2 separate regions of the Delphinus delphis genome follow, and region 1 is linked to region 2. The links are chromatin contacts, called in public Hi-C maps. All regions are on one chromosome and are shown on one strand. The core of a region is the stretch at or near the end of the contact, and the rest is flanking DNA. Distances in the headings are between cores, read along the strand shown.

Region 1 (7,046 bases), core at 3,704-6,203, 160 kb after region 2:
TCCCATTGTACATATGTACCATATTTTGTTTATCCACTTACCTGTCGATGGGCACTTGGGTTGCTTCCACATTTTGACTATTGTGGAGAATGATGCTATGTACTTGAGTATACAGATATCTGTCTGAATCCCTGCTTTCCATTCTTTGCAGTATATACCCAAAAGTGTAATTGCTGGATCATATAGTAATTCTATTTTCAATTTTTTGAGGAACCACCATACTGTTTTCTGTAGTGGCTGCACCATTTTATTCACACCAGCAGTACACAAGAGTTCTTTTTTCTCTACATCCTCACCAACAATTGTTATTTTCTGTTTTGTTTTGTTTTAAATAATAGCCATCCTAATGGATATGAAGTGGTATCTCATTGTAGTATGATTTGCATTTCCCTAATAAGTAGTGATGTTGAGCATCTTTTCATGTACTTATTTGGCCATTTGCATGTCTTCTCTGGAGAAATTTTTTTTCAAATCCTGTTAGATCATTTTAAAATCCATTCTGCCTTTTTTTGTGATAGAATATACATAAAATTTACCATTTTAATCATTTTGAAATATACAAATCAGTGGCATTAAATACATTCATAATATTGTGCACCTATCACCAATCTCTGTCTTTTAATTGGTGAGTTTAATCCATTTACATTTAAAGTGATTACTGATATTGAAGGACTTACTTCTGCTATAGTACTGTTTTCTGTGTGTGATATCTTTTTCGTTCCTTAATCCTTCCAGTACTGACTTCTTTTGTGTTTGATTTTTCTCCTAGTATGTACCATTTTGATTTCCTCTTCATTTCCTTTTCTATATATTTCCTACTTGTTTTTGTAGTGGTTACCATGGAGATTACAATTAACATCCTAAGATTAACAGTTGATTTATCATCAGAAACCCCAAAGGCTAGAAACCAGTAGAATGATATATTTAAAGAACTGACAGGAAAACACAAACAAAAACCTGTCAACCAGTAATTCTATATCCAGAAAAATTGTCCTTCACAATTAAGGAGAAGTTCAGACATTCCCCGATTAACAAAAACTAACAGCATTTGTTTAGTAGACCTGCCCTACAAGAAATGCTACAGGGAGTCATTCAGACTGAAACAAAAAGGCACTAGATAAAAGTTCACTGATAAAGGTAAGTACAAGGTAAATATAAAAGCCAGTATTATTGTATTCTGGGTATGTAACTCTTTTCTGATTCTTACATGGTTTAAAAGACAGATGCATAAAACAATAATTATAAATCTATGTTAATACGCATGCAATATATAAAGATGTATTTGTAACAATACCAACTTCAAGGGGGACATAGAATTGAATAGGAGGAATTAATGTATGCTATTGAAGCTTAAATTGAAGCTATAAATTTAACCTAGATTCCTATACATTTATCTATTTCTTAGGTGAGCTTTGGTAATTCGTGTCTTTCCATCTATTCTTCATTTCAACTAAGTTATTGAATTTATTGGCAAAAAGTTGTTCCTAATATTCCCTTATTATTCTTTTATTATCTGTAGAAACTGTTGTGATCTTACCTCTTTCATTCCTAATATTGGTGATTTGTATTTTCTCTCTTTTTTCCTGATCAGTCTGGCTACAGGTTTATCAATTTTGTTGATCTTCTCAAGAAGCAGCTTATGGTTTCATTGATTTTCTGTTTTCTATTACATGGATTTCAGCATTGATCTTTGTTATTTTCTTCTGTACACTTTGGTTTCAGGTGGACGCTGAGGTCGTTGACATATCTTTCTTTTTTTAAATAGATATTTAGTGCTATAGATTTCTCTAACAGAGATGTCCCACAAATTCTGATACACTGCATTTGCATTTTCATTCAGTTCAAAATAATTCCTAATTGATCCAGAGGTGTGTTATTCATTTTCCAAATAGCTGGGAATTTTCCAAGGATCTTTTTGTTATTGATTTCTAATATAATTCCACTGTGATCAGAACACACACTTCGTTATGACTTGAATCCTTTTTAATTTATTGAGACTTGTTTTATGGCCCATAATATGATCTGTCTTGATAAATCTTCTGTGTACACTTAAGAATATGTATTCTGCTAGTGTTAGGTGGAGGATTCTATAAAGGTCAAGTTGGTTGATAGTGTTGTTCTAGTTTACTACATCCTGGCTGATTATTTGCTTGTTTCATCTATTATTCAGAGGGTAGTACTGAAATCTCTGACTAAAACTGTGATTGTTTTTTCTTGGAGCTCTATCCATTTTTGTGTCATATATTTTGAAGCTTGCTTATTGGGCACATGAACATTTAGAATTGTTATGTCCTCAATTAATCAACCCCTTTGTCATTACAAACTGAACTTTTTTTCATCTCTGGTAATATTCTCTGCTCTGAAATCAACTTTGCCTGATTTTATTATAGCCTTCCCAGCTTTCTTTTGACAAGCATAAACATGGTGTATCTTTTCCCATCTTTTTGCTTTTACCCTATTGGAGTCTTTATATTCAGAGTACATTTCTTATGGGCAACATGTAATTGTGTCTTACTATTTTATCCATTCTGATAGTCTCTGCCTTTTAATTGGGTTATTTTATTATTATTATTACTATTATTTTGGCCATGCTGTGCAGCATGCGGGATCTTAGTTCCCCGACCAGGGATCAAACCCGTGTCCCCTGCAATGAAAGGATGGAGTCTTAATCACCGGACTGCCAGGGAAGTCCCTTAATTGGGTTGTTTAGACCATTTACTTTTAATGTGATTATTGATATATTTAGGTTTCAGTTTATCCTCTTATTTGTTTTCTGGTTGTCTCATCTCTTCTTTGTTACCCTTTTTCTCCCTTATTTTGGATTACTTGAGAGTTTTTAATTCTATTTTATCTCTTTTGTTGACTTACCTAAAATAACTCTGTTATTTTAAGGTTTACATTATGTGGATTTAACTTATAACAGTTCATCTCATCACAGGAACAACCCAGGCCTCAAATGCAGTCCCAGAGTAGCTGCCAGAACACAGCTGTCCAAGGAAGAGGGGCCCGCCCATCATCCCATTCTGCCTTACCCTTGGTGATCACACCAAGGGCCTTGGGAAGTCATTACACCACTCAGGGCCTCAGCTTACTCACTGTAAACTGAGGTCGTCCCAGCTGCCCTGCCTACCTTGGAATGGTGTTCTGTCCTAGGAGTAAAGACCCTGTGCCTTTCCACACACTGGCCTAGCTAATGCAATCACTAGGCCTGCTCCAAGGACCACTAGACCCTCTAGATATGTGGTTGGAAGTCCTGAGGATGGGAACAACAGTTGGGTGTGTGGTCAGCCAAGGGGGCCTGGGTCTAAAACATACTACTTGATCCCTACTTCCTTGTGGAAGGTGAGGGAGGCCCTGCCTGGGGAGGTGCCTCCTTCCTCTGCCCTCAGGTCTAATAGAAGACTCTTATGGGTGGTCTCCCTACTCTCCAGACTCAAAGGCAGAGAATACCAGGACATCTACCTGGAGCCTTCAGACCCAAGCTTTTCTCTCATTCCTTTCCCTTTATCTGATTCCCCAGTCAGATGGTGGTGTCTGGAGGCAAGAGGCAAGTTCCCACCTGCCCTCTGGTTCCTAATTGGGTCATCTCTGCACCAGACCTGCTCTCATCTAACCACCTCTGGAAGGACTTGAGGAAACTGAGGCCTGACCAGACAAAGTAGCTCAACCACATCCATGCCATTGGCTGTCTCTGGCAAGAATAGGGTGACCCAGGAAATTCCCTGGCGGTCCAGTGGTTAGGACTCCAGGTCCAGTGGCAGGGGGCATGGGTTCGATCCCTGGTGGGGGAACTAAGATCCTGCATGCTGGGGCGGCACAGCCAAAAAAAAAAAAAAAAAAAAAAAGAATAGGGTGACTCACAGCACCCCTGTATCTCCAGTAGCACTTGAGGACCCAGGAGGGCCTCAACCTAGTTCGGCTGCCACAACCTTTATGTTCTTGGGTGTTTTCTATCGCCTGCCAATCTGGAGTTTTCCCAATTGTGTGTGATTCTGGTGACAGAAAGGTAGGTGTGGTACGAAACTATACACACACAATTCGAGGTAACTAGATTCACATGCAGTTGTAAGAAATAACAGAGATCCCTTGTACACTTTGCTTAGCTTCCCCCAATGCTAACTTTTGCAAAACTATAGTATAACATCACAACCAGGATACTGACATTGGTAAAACCCACTAATCTTATTCAAATTTCCCCAATAAGTGTGTGACATTTTTAATTATCAGACGACCGAAGCTTCAACTCAAGCTTACTTGGCAAGTTACCTATGACCCAGAGGAACTTCACCTCGCTGCTCAGTCTGTGCCCTGGAAAACCGGAAAGAGGCTAACAGGGAATTTAAAATTCTGGATATGCTACGTGCTAGGCTCTACCCATGTCATGGTTTAATCCTTACAGCAGCCTGTTTTACCAATATTAAGAGTGAGGCGCAGAGAAGGTGGCTAGGTGGGTGGACCTGAGGTCCAAGGCTGGGCAGGGGCTACCCCAGGCCTGCCTACACACTCTGAGCACTGCACAGAGGGCCAGTCTGCGCCGCTAGGAGGTCTAGAGGGCCCAACAAAGCCCTTGCGGGGCTTTGGAGGCCTTGTGGGGCCTGGGCTAAACGTTAGAGCGTGACTGGGCTCCAACCAGAAGTGCGAGTAAAGCGGACGCCAGGCCTCTCCCTGGAATGTGAGCTCCCAAGCGCGGCCGCATAGCAGGGGTCCGCCCCGGGGTACGCCGGGAAGCCGCGCGCGCCCCTCCCCTCTCCGCCCCTCCCCGCTGCGCAGCCCTCGGCTGCCCCCTGCCGTCACAGGGTGGACCCCGCAGCCCAGGCCGTCTCGGCTCGGCGCCGCCAGCACCCCCGGCCTCCGGATTGGCCCCTCCCGAAGCCTCCGGGCCTTCTGCCTGCCGCCATCGGATTGGCTGCACCCTGATACTGTGGCCCCGCCCATTTCCCCGGGTCCTTTGATCACGCGCCTGACGGCTCTTCCGGGGCCCGGGAGCCAACCGAGGGCGTTCCTTTCCGGGCTGCATCGGCGGGAGGTAAGGCTTGGCCGGGTTGGATGGGCTGCAAAGCGCGGGTACAGGTCCACGCCTCGGGGTGTTGGGATGCCAGGAGGCCCGGGCCCCTCTGTGCTCCCCCTAAGTTCCCTTCCCCTGGCCTGAGCCTCCCAGCGCCGTGGGAACTACCTCCCGCTCTCCGTTGCTGGTCCGCATCCTAGGAACGGCCTGTCACCCTCCCTACCTCGGCATGTCCCCTCTACTATGGGACGGGCATGCGACTGGGTAAGCCCGGAGCCTCCACGGGTAGCGGGACGGGTAGTTCATACCTTGCCCTCCGATAGAAGCCCAGGAGAACCGGGGTCAAGGACCTGGGTGTATCTGCGTGCAGCCACCCGTGGACAGTCTCCTTGCATCTGTCATGGGAGCTGACCCTCTCCACTTCCTTCTGTCATTCCAGGCCAGGAGGGGAGGGACCCGGGCGGAGCCCCGAGTGGGGACCAGGGGGCGGTGACATCACCTCGCAGATGCAGTCCAGCCCTGCCCACTTGTGTCCACCCTGGCACATGAGACCGATGGGGGAGACGGTGCCCAGGCTATGCCTGGCGTGACTCCAGGGACAAAGAGGGCATAGGACCTATATAGACCGAAGTGTGGGCACTGGACCCGGGCCGAGATGGTCTCCTTCAGATGCTCCCACCTCACCCCTAGGCTGCAATGCAGGACCCTCATGTTTTAACCTAATATCCCCATTTTGCTCCACTGGATAGCTGCTGGCAGTCCAGTACCCCGGAGGCTGGGGCAGGAGCTGGGAACCTACATCTAACCTCTCCTCAGGAATTGATATCTGCAAATGTTTGGCCAGCACCTGAGCTGAGCACCCCACCCCCCCCGATGTGGGGATAGGAGCTGGGCAGGACTCAGGCCCTGGTCTGGGCCTCCCTTTGGTGCCGTTTACACCCAGGACTTGCTGAGAGTCCCTGGAGGGTTAAACCCAGCACATTGACCTGGAAGATCCCTCTTCCCAGTGCCTGACCTAAGTTTTCATATATTACTAGCTCTTGGGGAGGAATCCGGAGCCTGAGTGGAATTGACAACCTCCTTCCTCCTCCCCAGGGAGCCCAGTGGAGGCGCCCTCCCGAGGCAGTACTACTGCCCATGCTGACTACCCAGCCCTCTGGCTGCCGATGTCATGAGTAACACCACAGTGCCCAATGCCCCACAGGCCAGCAGCGACTCCATGGTGGGCTATGTGTTGGGGCCCTTCTTCCTCATCACCCTGGTCGGGGTGGTGGTGGCCGTGGTAAGGAACCCCCCACATACATACATACCTACCCACACCTTTGCGAAGGCAGGGCTGGGTGGGCCTGGTCCAGCCTGCACACAGCATCTCAGCTGTCCTGCTGTTACGGGAGAGGAGGGTGTGGAGGTAAACCCCTGTCACTTGTGGGCCATCCTGGGCTCAGCGGCCTCCACAGTGCTGTGTCTCTGTTACAGGTAATGTATGTCCAGAAGAAAAAGCGGTGAGTGTCCCTGCCCCCCCGCACCCCCTCCCCCGAATTGTGCTTAAAGTTCTTCCCACAGGATCTGAGATCCCTGCATACATGTAAGATGCTCCTCAGCCATTCAGACACAAACCTGAAATTCCCTGCACTCCCGTTAGGTTTTCCTGCCCAGACATGTCTCGTTAGAGCTCTAGTGTGCCCCTGCCAGGGGGAGTAGAGACAGGGCAGTCAGGTGTCTGAAGAAGGGGAGTGGGTCCCCTGGGCTGAGCCCCCTCCCATGCTCCCCAGGGTGGACCGGCTTCGCCATCACCTGCTCCCTGTGTACAGCTACGACCCTGCTGAGGAGCTGCACGAGGCTGAGCAGGAGCTCCTCTCTGACGTGGGAGACCCCAAGGTGAGCACTCTGGGGACAGCGAGAATCAGCAGAGGTGGGCCTGCTCTATTGATACCCCTGAAGACAGAGCCTGGTTCTGCTCTCAGCCTTCCCCATGTGGGCCGTGGCTAGTGGGGTGCCTCCTCCCAAGTTGTGCTGCGGACTGTGCCCTGTGGTGCGGGTC
Region 2 (6,864 bases), core at 3,296-5,795:
CATCTATGGTCAACTAATCTATGACAAAGGAGGCAAGGATATACAATGGAGAAAAGGCAATCTCTTCAATAAGTGGTGCTGGGAAAACTGGACAGCTACATGTAAAAGAATGAAATTAGAACACTCCCTAACACCATACACAAAAATAAACTCAAAATGGATTAGAGACCTAAATGTAAGACTGGACACTATAAAACTCTTAGAGGAAAACATAGGAAGAACACTCTTTGACATAAATCACAGCAAGATCTTTTTTGATCCACCTCCTAGAGAAATGGAAATAAAACAAAAATAAACAAATGGGACCTAATGAAACTTAAAAGCTTTTGCACAGCAAAGGAAACCATAAGCAAGGCGAAAAGACAACCCTCTGAATGGGAGAAAATATTTGTAAACGAAACAACTGACAAAGGGTTAATCTTCAAAATATACAAGCAGCTCATGCAGCTCAATATCAGAAACAACAAACAACCCAATCCAAAAATGGGCAGAAGAACTGAATAGACATTTCTCCAGAGAATATATACAGATTGCCAACAAACACATGAAAGGATGCTCAACATCACTAATTAGAGAAATGCAAATCAAAACTACAATGAGGTATCACTTCACAGTGGTCAGAATGGCCATCACCAAAAAGTCTACAAGGAATAAATGCTGGAGAGGGTGTGGAGATACGGGAACCCTCTTGCACTGTTGGTGGGAATGTAAATTGATACAGCCACTATGGAGAACAGTATGGAGGTTTCTTAAAAAACTAAAAACAGAACTACCATATGACCCAGCAATCCCACTACTGGACATATACCCTGAGAAAACCATAATTCAGAAAGAGACATGTACCCCAATGTTCATTGCAACACTATTTACAATATCCAGGACATGGAAGCAATCTAAGTGTCCATCCATAGGTGAATGGATAAAGAAGATGTGGCATATATATACAATGGAATATTAGTCAGCCATAAAAAGAAACAAAATTGAGTTATTTGTAGTGAGGTGGGTGGACCTAGAGTTTGTCATACAGAGTGAAGTAAGTCAGAAAGAGGAAAACAAATACCATGTGCTAACACATATATATGGAATCTAAAAAAATAAATAAAAAGGTTCTGATGAACCTAGGGGCAGGACAGGAATAAAGATGCAGAAGTAGAGAACGGACTTGAGGACATGGGGAGGGGGAAGGGTAAGCTGAGATGAAGTGAGAGTAGCATTGACATATATACACTACCAAATGTAAAATAGATAGCTAGTAGGAAGCAGCTGCATAGTACAGGGAGATATAAAAAGAAAAAAAAAATCATCCTGGGTTTTTTCACCAGTGTGTCTCACAGGCACAAATGCAACAAAATCTAAAACTGAATCCATCTCTCCTAAACAATTCAGTGATATTTCAGATAAAAGCATAGCTTATTGAGGTAATGTTGCTGAGAAACCATCTTACCGTTTGGAGGGAAAATTTTTACACCAGAAGACATTCCAGGAGGATAAAAGATTTATTTTTTAATTAATTAATTAATCAATCTTATTTTTGGCTGCATTGGGTCTTCGTTGCTGTTCACAGGCTGTTCTCTAGTTGCGGCGAGCAGGGGCTACTCTTCGTTGCAGTGCGCGGGCTTCTCATTGCAGTGGCTTCTCTTGCTGCGGAGCCCGGGCTCTAGGTGCATGGGCTCAGTAGTTGTGGCTCTTGGGCTCTAGAGCACAGGCTCAGTAGTTGTGGCACATGGGCTTAGCTGCCCCTCCGCAGGTGGGATCTTCCCAGGCCAGGGCTTGAACCCGTGTCCCCTGCATTTGCAGGCAGATTCTTAACCACTGCACCACCAGGGAAGTCCCTAAAAGATTTAAGCATAAACAATTTAGTCATGTAAAGACTTTGAATATTTTTGTAAGTGAACTGGGGAGTCCTTGGAGGATTTTAAACAGAGGAGTGACATGGTCTGATGTTGTAGCAGGATCACTCTAGCCACAGTAAGGGAAGAGACCTGCGAGACTGTATTTCAGTAAACTGCATCCCAGAGCTGCTGCTGGGAAGTGAGCCATCACCCCTGTGTCTTCCTGCTGGCTGCTTTCAAGGTCTTCTCTTTGTCTCTGATGCCCTGCAAATTCATTATGATATGTTTAGGCATGGATCTGTTTTTATTTATCCAACTTGAGATTTGATGATCTCAGTGACTCTGAAGTGTGTTGTCTTCCAAGAATTCTTGAGGATACTGACAGTGTCTCTTTCCCATATTCTCTATCATTTTCTTATGTGACTTCACATAGACATGTATTAGACTTTCTCTCTCTATCCTTCACACCTCAAATCCTTTCTTTCAACTATCCCATCTCTTTTTTTTCCAGTTATATATATTTTTATTAAAAATTTTTTTTACTGAAATATAGTTGATTTACAATATTGTGTAAGTTTCAGATGTACAGCACAGTGATTCAGTTATACATATATACATATATTCTTTTTCAGATTCTTTTCCCTTATAGGTTATTATGTAATATTGAGTAGAGTTCCCTGTGCTATACAGTAGGCCCTTGTTGGCTATCTATTTTATACATAGTAGTGTGTATTTGTTAATTCCAGCCTCCTAATTTATTCCTGCCCACACCCACTTATTCCATCTCTTTTAATCTCTGGACTACATTGTGAATGTTCTGTTTTTTCACATCTATCTTCCCTTTCATGATTTTTCTCTTCAAGTGTGTCAGATCTATTGTTTATTCTTTTTTTAAATTGTTTTAAATTTCAATCATTTTAGTTTTCATTACTAGGAATTTTATTGTATTCTTTTCCAAATCTGCTTTACCAGTCCTTAGATTATGTTTTTCCTTCTTCCTTGTTTCTTGTTGTCCAAGATTTTTAAAAAAATTTTCTGTAAACATGTTATGAATACTTATTTTTTAACTTGTGACAAAATACACATAAAATTTACCATCTTAACCATTTTAAGTGTACATTTCCGTAGCGTTAAGTAATTCACATTGTTGTGCACCCAATCTCCAGAATTCTTTCCATCCTGCAAAACTGCCAAATACTTATTTTTAAACAGTGAAACCACAAAAATACTTGAAGAAACTATAGGTGAATATTTTTAAAATTAATTAATTTATTTATTTTTGGTTGCATTGGGTCTTCATTGGCCCCCGTTGCTGCGCGCGGGCTTTCTCTAGTTGGGACAAGCTGGGGCTATTCTTTGTTGCGGTGCACGGGCTTTTCATTGCGGTGGCTTCTCTTGTTGCAGAGCACAGGCTCTAGAGCGCAGGCTCAGTAGTTGTGGCGCATGGGCTTAGTTGCCCCGCGGCATGTGGAATCTTCCCGGACCAGGGCTCAACCCCACCAGGGCTCAACCCCGTGTCCCCTGCATTGGCAGGCATCGATTGTTAACCGCTGCACCACCTGGGAAGTCCCTAGGTGAATATTTATATGATATTCAGATGTGGAGTGACTTTTTAAGCATTGTACCAAAGTCTGAAACCATAAAGATTTGACTACAAAGAAATGTGGAAAAAAAGTGAAACTTCTTCGAAATACTATTTAAATTGAACAAATGAAAAAAAAACTGGGAGAAATTCTTGAAAAATATGTGACAAAGGGTTAATAGCTTTAATACATAGAGTAATTTCAAATCAATAAGAAAAAACTTAATAGGACAACAGGTAATGGAAGTGAATTTATAAAAGAAGGAACACAAACGCCTAAAAAGAAAAACTATTTAACCACAGAAGTAATCAAGAAAAGCAAATCAAAAGAGCAATGAGATTAATATTTCTTATCTATCAGACTGAGAAAAATGAATATCCAATGTCGGCAGGGTTAATAATGAGGAAGCGAGCCTTGTTGATAACAGCTGACCAGAATGTAATTGATAACGCCTTCCAGAAGTCAATGTGGCATGTGTCAAAAACCTAAAAATGTGTACTTTGTTACTCAACAATTACACTGACAGGACTTCGTCCTAAGGAAAATATTTGAGAAGTGTGCAGGTGTGTGGCATCGTTAGTTATAATAGTGAAAAAATTCTAAAATATATATCCAGTCATAGAGTGTTGATTAAACCATCAGCGGACTACTACGTAGTCATTACAATTGAAGGTATTAATTAACAAGAAGAGATTCATGATGTATTAGTAAATGAAAAAAACAGGTTTCCAAACATCATACCATAACGTACATACAAAACATCCCATTTTTGTTAAAAAATACACTTCCTTTGAGTTTGTAAGAATATATACCAAAATGTTAATAGCGATCCTTCGGTTGATGGGATTCTATTTTTATTCTTTTATTATTATTGTTATTGCAGTTATTATTATTTCGTCTGGTTTCTCTTTCCCCCCCTCAAAGAGCATATATTATTTACATAATAATAAGTTACCGACGGGAAACAAAAGAAACACGTAGCGACTTTCTAAACGGCCTGCCCACGCAATAAAAGTGACCATTTATTGATAAAGCACGCAGTGTCAGAAGCCCCCAGCGGCGGTTTCCACGTGCGTTCGTCCTCAAGGAAGCCAGGGTTCGCGGTCGCCCGGAGACGCCAGTCCCTCAGGCACCGCCGAGGCCACCTCAGGCAGCGCGCGGGTCCTGACAGGGGGCGGGGCACGGCAGCCCGGAAGAGACGCCGCGCCGCACATACTCCTTCCTTTCCAGCTCCGGCCCCGGACCCAGCAGCCGTCGCGGTTAGTTCCTCGGGAGTTCGGGTTCCATCGGTCTCCATCCTGGCCTTCTCGCCGCCGTAGTCGTTGCTCTTCCCCGGGGTTGTGGCGGAGGCTGCTCGCTCCCGCTCCCCTCCCGTCCATTTTTGAGCAATGAGAGGAGCCAGGGGCGCACTTCGCTGGGTAGTGGGGCCCTGGCAGGCGAAGATTGGCGTCCCGATAGTGGAAGGCGGAGGGGAGAGGAAGATGAAGCTTTTGCGTGGCGGGGAAGATCCGGGCGAGGCTAGGGAGACTGTGCTCCTCTTGCACGCTGTTTTTCGGGGCAGAACCCCGCACCCTGAGTTGCCTCTTTGCCTGGTCATGGAAGTTTAGTTTGGGAGAAGAGTGGTAGGCTGTGGAGGTTTCAGCCCTTTGGTTTGGGGTCAGCGGCCTGTCATGAATCGAGGGCTTTCCTCTGGGTCATTCCCGCGCACCTGAAGGTACCGCCGCGCCCATTCCGCATTAGGTACTGTTGCTGATGGTCCCCAAATAGTCCGAGCGTACAGGGTCTGCTTCCTGTTTTATACCTTTGTTGTGAGTGTGAAAGTCTTGCAGCGAGTATGTACCTCCATCGTTTTATTTTAACGTCCTGGCAATTTCTCACCTGAATCGTGTTTTCGAGGGTGGGGGAGGGAACTAGTCACTGTTGGATTTAAGTTAGCGGAGTTTGAATTCTTGTTTTTCATGGTGTGTTTGAGATTTCAGTCCATTGGACAGCGATTTGTGTGTGTGTGTGTGGTCTTTGGGGGTGATGAACTGGGTTACTGGCCCGTGGCCACACTGCTCAAAAATGCTCTTGATAATCGCTTCCTTCTTGCAGATGTTGATGCCTAAGAAGAACCGGATTGCCATTTATGAACTCCTTTTTAAGGAGGGAGTGATGGTGGCCAAGAAGGACGTCCACATGCCTAAGCACCCCGAGCTGGCAGACAAGAATGTGCCCAATCTTCATGTCATGAAGGCCATGCAGGTAGCGGGGGTGGGGGGGTGGCTGCTGGAGTGGGGTGCAGATGGAGGGATTTTCCGCTGGTGTTCAAGGCAAATTCCAAGGAGAAGTCAGGACAGCCAGAGCTGCTTGCTGCCTTGAAGGGCTGTGAGGTAGATACACCGTGAAAATTTGTCTACTGTGAAGTTGAGCTTCCCATTTGCACTGCTTTTCTAGCCTCTAGTTATGTCTTAACCGTGGTTTTCTGTCTTACAGTCTCTCAAATCACGAGGCTACGTGAAGGAACAGTTTGCCTGGAGACATTTCTACTGGTACCTAACCAACGAGGGTATCCAGTATCTCCGGGATTACCTTCACCTGCCCCCTGAAATCGTGCCTGCCACCCTGCGCCGCAGTCGTCCTGAGACTGGCAGGCCGCGGCCCAAAGGTATAGTGCCCACATAATGCCTCTGAAGGCATTCTCTGAAGTTGCTCTTTCTGGGGAGAGAGGTGAAACAGTGGTTTTTTTGTGTGTGGGGCATGGAGGTGGTCTTAGTAATATAACATTGGAATCAGCTCTTGAGGGACTCTGACACGCACGACCTAGGTCAAGTCCTAGAACCTTTAATGGAACTGGACTCAGGTCTTTAGGCAATCCCTAGAAATGGCATTAAACACAGGATATTAGTCTGTGGCAAGATAAATGTGATAGAGTATTACTGAAATTTTCTCCTGAAATTTTTCCAGTAGAGCGAGGTGCTTATCCCCCCCAAGAAGTCCAAAGCAAAGCTGTTTACCATGTGAAATAAATGAAGAGTTGTCTAGAGTTTCTTGGCAGTGGGAGCAGAAATAATCACGACAGATAGGGGAGAATGGATGTAGAGAGTGCGTGTGTGTATATTAGCAGTGTGCAAGGGGTCTGTGTGTGGGGAATTACCTTCTGACTCGAGGTCATTGTTGGCTTACAGTTGGCATTTTTCAGGGCTATGGTTCCTTTTCCTTAGGTTTTGAAAAAATTTGTCACTGGAACTTTGTAGAAAGAGCAGTTTGTGAGTTTGATGAGGTAAGATGCAGAGATTTCTAAAAACAGATGATAATCAGACTGTCAGGTTCCCTGGAATAGCACTTCGTGGAGCTCAGGAATCTGCATTTTTTATGAAAGCTCCCTAGGTGGTTAGGCAGGATTACATATCTTTAGAGCAAAGGTTCTTCACTGCATCTTGGAATCTTTGGGGGCATGGGAGTGTTGC

What was found. Hi-C and Micro-C count contacts between places; a contact is called where the count stands out from the background.
Region 1: a Hi-C map of lung shows a contact between it and region 2, with 6 times the contacts expected there. The contact joins the promoter of SMIM29 here to the promoter of RPS10 in region 2. A contact is called at or near these places in 2 of 3 Hi-C or Micro-C datasets (lung and muscle).

Annotation. Positions count from the first base shown.
Region 1 is chr10:40,063,649-40,070,694 of mDelDel1.2, forward strand. SMIM29 (small integral membrane protein 29) reads left to right here and starts at 4,954. Exons shown (of 5, transcript XM_069541069.1): 1 at 4,954-5,026; 2 at 6,101-6,287; 3 at 6,482-6,507; 4 at 6,778-6,883. The coding sequence starts at 6,177.
Region 2 is chr10:39,908,820-39,915,683 of mDelDel1.2, forward strand. RPS10 (ribosomal protein S10) reads left to right here and starts at 4,546. Exons shown (of 6, transcript XM_060021991.1): 1 at 4,546-4,674; 2 at 5,510-5,659; 3 at 5,891-6,062. The coding sequence starts at 5,510.